Linked DNA regions of Mus musculus: region 2 is linked to region 1. A link is a contact called in public promoter capture Hi-C data. All regions are on one chromosome and are shown on one strand. The core of a region is the stretch at or near the end of the contact, and the rest is flanking DNA. Distances in the headings are between cores, read along the strand shown. Region 1 holds the start of Tubg2 (tubulin, gamma 2). Region 2 holds the start of Ptges3l (prostaglandin E synthase 3 like).

The links. Capture Hi-C pulls out chosen DNA fragments and counts their contacts.
Region 2: a contact with region 1 is called in a promoter capture Hi-C map of pancreatic islet. The contact joins the promoter of Ptges3l here to the promoter of Tubg2 in region 1. A contact is called at or near these places in 2 of 39 promoter capture datasets (cranial neural crest and liver), 1 of 115 datasets of contacts at active chromatin or transcription factors (bone marrow-derived macrophages) and 3 of 9 other capture datasets (adipose tissue, embryonic stem cells and pancreatic islet).

The regions. Positions count from the first base shown.
Region 1 is chr11:101,153,178-101,158,183 of GRCm38.p6, reverse strand. It overlaps Tubg2 (tubulin, gamma 2), which reads right to left and starts at 2,300. Exons shown (of 11, transcript NM_134028.2): 1 at 2,016-2,300; 2 at 1,624-1,736; 3 at 1,264-1,431; 4 at 664-732; 5 at 322-401. The coding sequence starts at 2,064.
Region 2 is chr11:101,422,098-101,427,162 of GRCm38.p6, reverse strand. It overlaps Ptges3l (prostaglandin E synthase 3 like), which reads left to right and starts at 1,835. Exons shown (of 7, transcript NM_001357574.1): 1 at 1,835-2,547; 2 at 2,895-3,008; 3 at 3,120-3,186; 4 at 3,285-3,383. The coding sequence starts at 2,540. Rundc1 (RUN domain containing 1) reads right to left here and starts at 2,078. Exons shown (of 5, transcript NM_172566.4): 1 at 1,553-2,078. The coding sequence starts at 2,059.

The DNA of each region.
Region 1 (5,006 bases), core at 1,051-3,550:
AACCACCCGCTGTGAAGCAGCCTCTTAGCTCACACCTGGGATTAAAACAAAACTATTCATGGAATATAACTGAGTTTTAAAAGAAACCCAAATTCTCACTACAGTAAGGTGACTCAGTGGGTAAGGTAAAGATGCCTGCCACCACTCTTAATGACCTCAGTGGTTCCTGAGCTCCGCAAGGTGAAAGAGAACCAACCCAAGCACACTGTCCTCTGACTTCCACTTGTATGCATCGACAGGTATGCCTCTCCCAAAATAAACAACAATGTAAACCAGCCCAAAGAGTCAAGACTAATGATCTCTCCTTAAACACAGGCTTACCTGTCGTTCAGTCGCTCTAAGAGGTAGGAGCCCAGACCAGAACCTGTCCCCCCAGCAATGGAGTGACATAGCACAAATCCCTGAATAGAGAGAGAGAGAAAGATAGTGGCCAGGTATCTCAGAGACTTCAGCCTTGTCTCTGAGGCTCCTTGGAAAGACTCAGAGACCCAAGAGAAGCTTAATAACGGACAGCACTGAGATTCTGATTTCCCAAGGCAGTGGCTTAGTCACCTTAATGCGCTCTATATGATGTCCCCAAATGAATGCGGAGTTGAATGTTTCACGTGATTGAATCATGCCTGATCTTTCCCCCCAGCATGCTTCACTGTTGAAGATCCTCACCTCTAGACTGTCACTTCCATCTGCTTCTCGGTCTATAATGTCAAAGATGTCCTCGTGAATTTTCTCACCCTGTATGTAGACATGGGGAAGGGAAAGTCAGACCAAAGGTTCTTTCTTCTCAGCACCAAGATCTCCACCCATTGTCTCCGTTGCCATCCTGAAACTGAGCTTCCCAACCAGAATCTCTCTCAACCCAGAAATGCTACTTTGTGAACGATTTGCATAAAATTTACATAACCTTCCCTAGCAGTCCCTCCTCTCAACATACCCATTTGTCTCTTTATTTCTTTCTTTTTTTTTTTTTTTTTTTTTTTTTTTTAAAGATTTATTTATTATTATATGTAAATACACTGTAGCTGTCTTCAGACACACCAGAAGAGGGAGTCAGATCTTGTTAGGGATGGTTGTGAGCCACCATGTGGTTGCTGGGATTTGAACTCTGGACCTTCAGAAGAGCAGTCGGGTGCTCCTACCCACTGAGCCATCTCACCAGCCCCCGTCTCTTTATTTCTTGCAAGTCTAACCTGGACGGATCCCCAGACTGGCTTGAGCCTTTCCTTATCCTAGGCTAGGATTACCAAGGAACTCTAGGAGTGACACCTGGGAGAATCCTCTGCCCCAGTTGTTGCCAGCTCCTCCGCCATGCTCCGACAGGTAGATGTTCTCCGGGTTGTAGAGCTTAGCATAGGAGGAGTTGAGGATGGAATGGATCACCCGGGGCTCCAGGTCCAGCAGCACAGCCCGGGGGATGTAGTGCTCATCATCTGCCTGTCAGAGGTAAGCCAGGATGGGTCAAGTCCTGAAGCCTCCCAACTCTGGCTCCTGCAGGCCCTCCCTTAAGATAGCCACTCTGTTCCCATCCATCCACTCAGAGAGTTTCCCAGCACCAGATCGCGCTGCCAGTCCCTTCAGGTCCCCATGGTCCTGGTCAAGTCACTGGGGGGGAGGGGCGGGGGGCACCTGGTAGAAAAAGACATCCTTTCGGTCAGTGCCCTCGGTGGCGAACTCCTCTACGATGCCCTCGGGGCTGATTCCATGTTCAGCACACAGCTGTTTCCAGAACTCGAACCCAACTGGGGGAGGAGGAAGAGGCCCAAGTCTGCTACAGCTTTAAGGCCTGAGGAGCCCAGGCTCAGAGGCTATTACATTCCAGAAGGTGACCCAAGACACCTGGGTCTGGAAGTTGTCACAGCCCAGGGCTAAGGAGGCAGCTCTTGCCTGGATCATCATGCGCAATAGAAAAGGTGGATCATGGGAAGGACAAAGGGGATTGATGGGTACCAGGCACTTGAGTGCAGCCTGAGGGATTGAACCAGAGGGATAGAAGCGGGGCACCGTGGTCGCTTGCTCACTCTGGTTGCCGCACTGGCCCAGCTGCAGGGTGATGATCTCCCGGGGCATCGCCGATCAGACCTAGCTCGTCCGCCCCGGCCTGGCGGCGGGGGTCACGACTGAGAGGAACTCCTGCCAGCCGGAGGCGCAGGACATGGGGAACGCGCTGTCGACTGATGTTTTGACGCGGGCGCTGGGTCTGCGCGTGTGCAGTGTGGGCCTCTCCGCAGCCGGCGGGCGGCAGAGCCCATCCTGGGCATCATTTTCTCTCTTAGCAATTGCAGCTGGAATTCAGCACAGGCGCAGAGCGAGGCCACGCTTCCTGTCACTATGTGCGCTTGCGCACGGTAACATTTGGCCAGCCGAGGATCCCCAGGGGTGTGGGGGAGGGAAGGGAGAAGTGGCCAGGTGGATGCACCAAGTGTGGGAGTCACCTGCCTACACCTGCCGGATATGCTAAATTGAGGGGCTACATTTAAGCCAACTCTTTTCAAGTGAGCATGCAAGGGAAGTGCTACTATATGTGGGTGTACATGTATGTGTGTTTACATATATTCTTTTTTTTTTTTTCTTTTTGGTTTTTCAAGACAGGTTTCTCTGTGTAGCCTTGTCTGTCCTGGAACTCACTCTATAGACCAGACTGCCTCAAACTCATAGATCTGCCTACCTCAGCCTCCCGAGTGCTGGGATTAAAAGCGTTCAGCTATTTTCATATTCTTACACTATGAAAAATACAAAGTTTGTCAGCTGGGACCAGGTGTGGTGGCTCGTGCCTTTAATCCCCAGCACTTGGGAGACAGTGGGAGGCAGATCTCTGTGAGTTCTAGGTCATCCTGTTTAGTGAATATCAGGCCAGCTGGAGCTACATAGTGAGACCCTGGGTAATAAAATAAGTCATCTCAGGCTGGCAGGTGTCATAAAGGCCCTTACTGCCAAGCCTGACCACATCGGAGTTTGATTGCAGGGTCCTCATGGTGGAAATAAGGAATCAAGAACGAACTCCTGGATTATCCTTTGACCTCTCTATATGCGTACTCTTGGAGTATGCAAACCTGCAAGGAATAAATAAATAAATGTAATTAGAAAGTACGTCCAGACACTGGTTTAAGTTCGGGGACCCCAGTGGAGAAATCAGGGCAAGGACTGAAGGAGGCTGAAGGGATTTGCAGCCCCATAGGAAGAACAACAGTATCAACCAAACAGAACCCCCTCCCCCAAAGCTCCCAAGGACTAAATCACTAACCAAAGAGAACACATTGGGGGACCCATGGCATAGCTGGATATGTAGCAGAGGATGGCCTTGTTATACATCAATGGGAGGGGAGCCCCTTGGTCCTGTGGAGGCTCAATGGTCCAGGGTAGGGGAATGACAGAGTGCTGAGGCAGGAGTGGGTAGGTGGGTGGGGGAGCACCCTCATAGAGGCAGGGGGAAGAGGAAAGGGGATAGGGAGTTTGTGGAGGGGAAACTGGGAGGGGGGATAACATTTGAAATGTCAATAAAATAACCAATAAAAATGAAAATATAGGGGCTGGAGAGATGGCTCAGTGGTTAAGAGCACTGACTGCTCTTCTGAAGGTCCTGAGTTCAAATCCCAGCAACCACATGGTGGCTCACAACCATCCATAACAAGATCTGACACCCTCTTCTGGTGTGTCTGAAGACAGCTACAGTGTACTTAAGACATATAATGAATAAATAAATCTTTTTTTAAAAATGAAAATACACACAAACACACACAAACACACATATATATATATATATACATATATATTTGAAAAAGAAAGAAAGTACATCCAGATAGAGGCATACCTTTCAGTTGAGCACTCAGAGCCAGAGGCAAGTGATTCTAATCTACATAAATTCTAAGACAGCTCAGGCTACATTGTATCTTAATTAATTAATTAAGTTATACCTTTACACCTGAGTTTAACCAAAAGGCAGAGAAGGGATAGTTGTATCTTTTTTAAAGGTACCAAATTGTTTTTGGAGACAGGCTTTCTTTGTGTAGCCCTGGCTGTCCTGGAATTGGGTCTGAGACCAGGCTGGCCTTGAACTCACAGAAGTCCACCTGTCTCTGACTCCCAAGCGCTGGAATTAAAGGCCTACGTCACCACTGCCATGCTAAGTTTACTATTTTAATCTTTTGTTAAGTGTGAGACCTTTTTGTTTTGATTTTTTTTTTTTGAGGGGGCTGGAGAGGCCTGGATCCCTCATGTGATCCAGGTTGACCTCAGTGCCACTCTGTAGCTCATAATCTTGATTTCTTGGTCCTCCGGCTGATGTTTCTCAAGTCCTAACATCACAGGCTTATGCCACTACAGCCAGAATTTTTTTGTCTTCCCTAAAGCTCCATATTCCTTCTTAGATGTCTCACCCCGCCCCCTCTGGCCCTGCCCCTCTCCAGCCCTTGACATTGACCGTCCTTTCTGTTAGGGATTTGCCTTCTCTACCTACTTAAAAGGATTCATCTAATACTTTTCCACTTGTTTCTGCCCATTTCTTTTCTTTAGGATTTCTACAGATTGTACCCAAGTCAGGACATTTTGGCCTTTTTAAGTTAAATAATAAGCCAGGCAGTGGTGGCACATGCCTTTAGTCCTAGCACTTGGGAGGCAGAGGCAGGCAGATCGCTGAGTTTGAGGCTAGCCTGGTCTACAGGGCAAGTTCCAGGACAGCCAGGGCTATATAGTGAAAACCTGTCTCAGAAAACCAAAAAAAAAAAAAAAAAAAAAAGTAAAATAGTAATAGTAATAAAATGGAAAACTAAATAAAAAATAAAGAATATGCATGTGTGTATGCGTGTGCTTGATCCATTCTTATCTTAGCGACCTCTCCTCCCTCTTCCTCTTGTGGTGTTGGGAACTGAATCTAGGATTTTGCTCTCATGAGGCTAGTACCCTTCCTCAAGCTACAATCACAGCTCTCTATTTACTTAAAAACAAACAAACAAACATCATTGGGTTGCAGAGATGGCCCAGCAGTTCAGAGCACTGGGTTTGGTTCCCAGCAC
Region 2 (5,065 bases), core at 586-3,085, 270 kb before region 1:
TGGTAGTGTGCCTGCCTCGAGTGTACTAGGTTCTGGGTTCAAACCCAAGCACTGACTAACTCCGGTTGGTCCACCTGCCTATAATCTCAGTATCCAGAAGATGGAGGTGGGATGAGGAGAAATTCAAGGTTAGGAACACCAAGCCTGATGGCTTGTGCTTGATGTCTCGAACTCACATTCTAAGGAGAGAACTAACTCCTAAAAGCTGTCCTCTGACCTCCACAAGTAGGCTGTGACACCAGCACTGTGCTCCTACACACACACACACACACACACACACACACACTAAAACCCAAAAAAACTTCAAGATGATTCTATAGCAAGTTCTGGGTCAGAGAGCCTGTCTTTTAAAAAAAATCAATAATAATAATTTTCAAGAGCTGAGGACATAGCTTAATTGGTGACAGAGTGCTTGTCTACAACATGCAACTTCCTGGGTGCCACCCCCAAGACTGTTCCCTTTGCCCCCCCCAAAGCAGAAAAAATATATCATTTTGCCCAAAGAATGTACTTAACAATACAGCTGCTTAATTGGCAGAGCGAGGACAATTTTTTTATGTCATTACCTTGACAATTTTTTCTGAAAGTGACAATAAAAAATAGAGACAGTACCATCTCTGCCCAGGACCTTCCATGGCATTCAATACTGGACAGGGCCTGGCCACTTTTTAAGTCTGTTGACTTGTGGTTGACTGCTCCTTGTGCAAGGGTATATGGGTATGAGAAGGAAGGAACTGGAAACACTTCAGATCAGCATAAGTCACTATCTCCTACCAATAAGTTTTCTTGGCTAAACCATTTTGAGTGGGAAGAAAGCCACATGTGGACTGCAATCTGCACAACAGGAAGCGGAAAAGGCGGCCTGTCTCAAAACTTCCAGCTTCCAGACGTTCAAAGTTTGTAAGGAATCTTCCCGCGTTGTGGTTTACAGAATTTCCTTGCTTCTTCGGTGTACTGAAGAACGCACTGGTCAGTCAGAAGGCCCCGTTCAGAGAACCCCGTTATTAACCAGGATGGCAGAGCAGTCTGAAAACACTGTCAGGACATCCTTATAGTCAGGTGTGTTTCTTTCCACTGCCAAGGGATGGTGTCTGTTCACCAAAGCCGTCACTGAGATAAGACAGCATAAAGATCACAGCCTATCTATATGCCAAAAAAAGCACGGGGCATTAATTTCAATTTCCATGGATTCCAATTCACTTCCCTTTCACTTAACACTTCTCCCGTTCCCAATGTTCATTCTATCAATAAGTGCTCAGGGTATATACTTCAGGGTAGAGAGAGTGACACAAATACACACTCAAGTACCTCAAAGTCGACAGAGGCAGCACGGCTTCCATTACCAACTGCCTTTTCAATACTCTTTAAGGCTCGCCATATGTCTTTCTGCATCTTCCTGACTCTTCTCTCTATCTTGCATACACGTGCCTATAGTACTTCCAGCTCGGTCGCTCCTCACCCTTTCTACCTCGGTCCGTGTCAGCATCACCACCCACAAACTCCCCGCCTGCATCATCTTCATCCGCATCCGGAACTAGCGGCAGACACTCACCTGGTCCTCACCCCGCACCCGTGGCCGGTCCCCCGGCAGCACATCGCTTTCGTCACCGCCACAAGGGTCTGCCAGCCCCTCGTAACCCAGGACGTGAGGACAGCCGCGGAAGGCAAAGTCTTCGAGCTCGCGCAGGAGACGCTGCTGCTCCGCCGGCGCCCCGCGCACTACCTGGCGCAGACGGAACTGCACCTGCGCGAAGTGCGAGGACAGCGCGAGCAGGGCCGAATCCAGCTGCCGCCGCTCGGCTTCCAGCCGCCTCAGCGTGCGGACAGTCGCGTCGGATGGAGAGCCCGGAGCCGCTCCAGGCTCTTCGGCTGCCGCCGCCTCCGAGAACGTCGCCGCCCCAGGACCGGCCTCGGCCACTGCCCCCACGGGAGCCCAGCGCACAGTCTCGCATGGTGGCAGCGACTCCTCCTCCTCTTCTTCTTCTTCCTCGTCCTTCGCCTTAGGCCCGACAGCGGTCACCACAGTTCCTAGCTCCGTAGCCACTTCCACCGTCGCCATCTTCCCGGAAACGCCGCCCGCACGTCAGTGGCGCCCCCTTGCTGCCATGGCAACGGGCTCTGGCAGGGAAGCCTGGACGAGTGGTGGGCGGGTCTTGCACTCCTCCAATCTCGGGAGGGCCCGCCCCCTCGGGACTTTAATGCATTTTGTGAATTAGACACTTTGAGTTGGAGGAACAAGTGAATGAAACCGAGAACAAGTAACTTCCTGCATATAGGGGCTAGAGTAGCCCTTTCCCTGGATAGAGAGTAGATATTGTATTTCTGATATGTTTATTTCTGGAGACCCCGAGATGTAGAAAACGCTCCCGGTGTCCTTCTGGAGTCCAAATCACTCTTGCTGTCAAGCCAACTTTCTTTCCCTCCCTCGCAACCCTTCCTCCTACCATATAAGGAGAGGCAGCTGCTAGGAGCCTCCTAGAATCTAAAGATAGAGGCCTTTTCTTGGGACTCCAAAAGCCACGGGGCAGCTGGAGTCACCATGGAACGGTGAGTTTCAGGCCGCCATCATACAGGTCCTACATATTCCCCTGTCCGTTTTCCTGCAGATTTCCTCTCCCACATTTGTAGAAGCCGCTGAGTCTGCCCACCAGCACCCCAGACTCCACGTCTCTGTGACTGTGGGTGAGAGGGGGTGGTGAGATCTGAACGTATTTTCTAACTCCTTACTTCCCTTGGCTCTCTGGGTTTATTCTCGCCACCTCTGCCCACTCCCACTACTCCCCTCTGTCTGGTTCAGTGGCACCACGTACGACTCTACTGTCTCCTCCCTCCACCTTTCCATATTGCCTTCAGTCTTGCCCACCCCTACCAAGCCCCACCTCCAACCTCTTCAGGCAGCCTGCCCGGACTCTGTGGTACGACAGACCCAAATATGTTTTCATGGAGTTTTGCGTTGAGGACAGCACCGACGTCAGTGTGCTCATTGAGGACCACCGCGTCGTGTTCAGGTAGTAGTCTTCCCCTGTGGACTGGCCTGGGGTCTCAAGAACCGTTCCTATCCTCCTGGTGTCTCAAGAACTTATCCTGTCACTTCCTATGTCTCTTTACTGTAACTTTAGCTGCAGGAATGGTGATGGAGTGGAGCTGTATAACGAGATTGAATTCTATGCCAAGGTGAACTCCAAGGTGAGGGCAGGGTAAGGATAGTCATATCTGAACAAGAAAGGCTGGCCAAGCAAGGAGACTGGAAGTTTATCCTAAAAATAAGGCTATCTGTCTGACAGGACTCCCAGGATAAGCGTTCTGGTCGCTCCATTACTTGCTTTGTGAGGAAATGGAAGGAGAAGGTGGCCTGGCCTAGGCTCACAAAGGAGGATATAAAGGTGAGTGTGTGTGCAGGAGTGGTCTACTCCTGTGCTCTCCCTTCATCTGAGCATTCTCTCTGTGCACCCAAGCATCAGAGTTATATCTGGAGCTGTGTTTGGCTTCTTTCCAGTCACTATTTTAGGGAGTCCTCTGGGTCGTGTGTATTTGATATTCTATTTATTCTGAAATCTATATATTTCCTCCTAGTCTAGACAGCAACCACCAGGGTTTGTTGGGGGAAGTAGGTTTTTGTCTGTTCGCTTTTGTTTTTGAGTCAAGCTCTTTTGTTGTTGCTCAGGCTGGCCTTGAACTTGCCATCCCTCTGCCTCAGCCTCCTGAACATTGATATTGCAAGCATGTGTATGACATTACAGGTATTATTATCGTTGCCTATTTTCTGTCTCATTTCTTTTTTGTTTGTTTGTTTTAAAGATTTATTTTATTTATATGAGTACACTGTAGCTGTCTTCATAAACACCAGAAGAGGGCATCTGATCTCATTACAGATGGTTGTGAACCACCATGTGGTTACGGGGAATTGAACTCAGGACCTTCAAAAGAGCAGCCAGTGCTCTTAACCGCTGAGCCATCTCTCCAGCCCTTCTGTCTCATTTCTTAGCCACTCTTTCCATCGCTTTCAGTGGGCTCTGTTAAACATAACCTTGACTTTGTCTTTCTCACACTTAAGACCCTTTGATAGCAGCTACTCCTCTAAAAGCTGAAAGTTGGCCATCTGCTAACTGAATCTTGATTTTACATTTATTTAGTAGGGTTTTTTTTCACAGTTAAAAATTATTCTGGACATATGACTGTTAAGAGCACTGGTTGCTCTTGTAGAACCTAAGTTCAATGGGCAGTTCCCACTGTGGTGGCCCACAACCATCTGTAACTTGAGTTCGAAGAGAGCTAACACCTTCTTCTGTCTTCATGGGCACATGGTACACACAGATACATTCAGGCAAAACATTCATACACATAAGATAAAATAAATAATTCTTAAAAATTATATTGACTGGCTATTGACATTTGTAATTTTTTTTATTTGTTGCTGACATTAAAAGCATGTAGATTATGGGGCCAGTGAGATGGCCCAGCAGGTAAAGGTGCTTGCTACTGATCTGAGTTTGAGGCTCAGGTCCCACATCCTGGAAGGAGAGAGCCAAACCCCACAAATGTAACATCCATTTGTGTGTAAAGTGACATGCTCCTTCCAAATAAATAAATAAATATTTTAATATTTTAATTATAAACTATGAGACCGGAGAGATGACCTAGTTTTGTTTTGTTTTAGGATTCTCTCTCTCTCTCTCTCTCTCTCTCTCTCTCTCGGTTTTTGTTTTTTGTTTTTTCAAGATAGGGTTTCTCTCTGTAACAGCCCTGGCTATCCTAGAACACAATTTGTAGACCAGGTTGGACTCAAACTTGGAAATCCACCTACCTTTGCCTCCAGCCAGAGTGCTGGGTTTAAAGGAGTATGCCACCACACCCAGCTAGAGAGGCCCAGTTTTTAAGAGCAGTGGTTACTCTTCCATAGGACTCAGTTTCAATTCCCAGCTCACTGCTACTCAGACATCTTGCTTGGTTGAATCCTAGGATGCTTTGTGTTGACCACCCCAGTCCATCAGCCCTTGGAGGGTAGAACTCTGCTTTTTCAGACCCTGCATTTTTGGCATTGGTGTTGGTACTGAGTTGTTTCTGG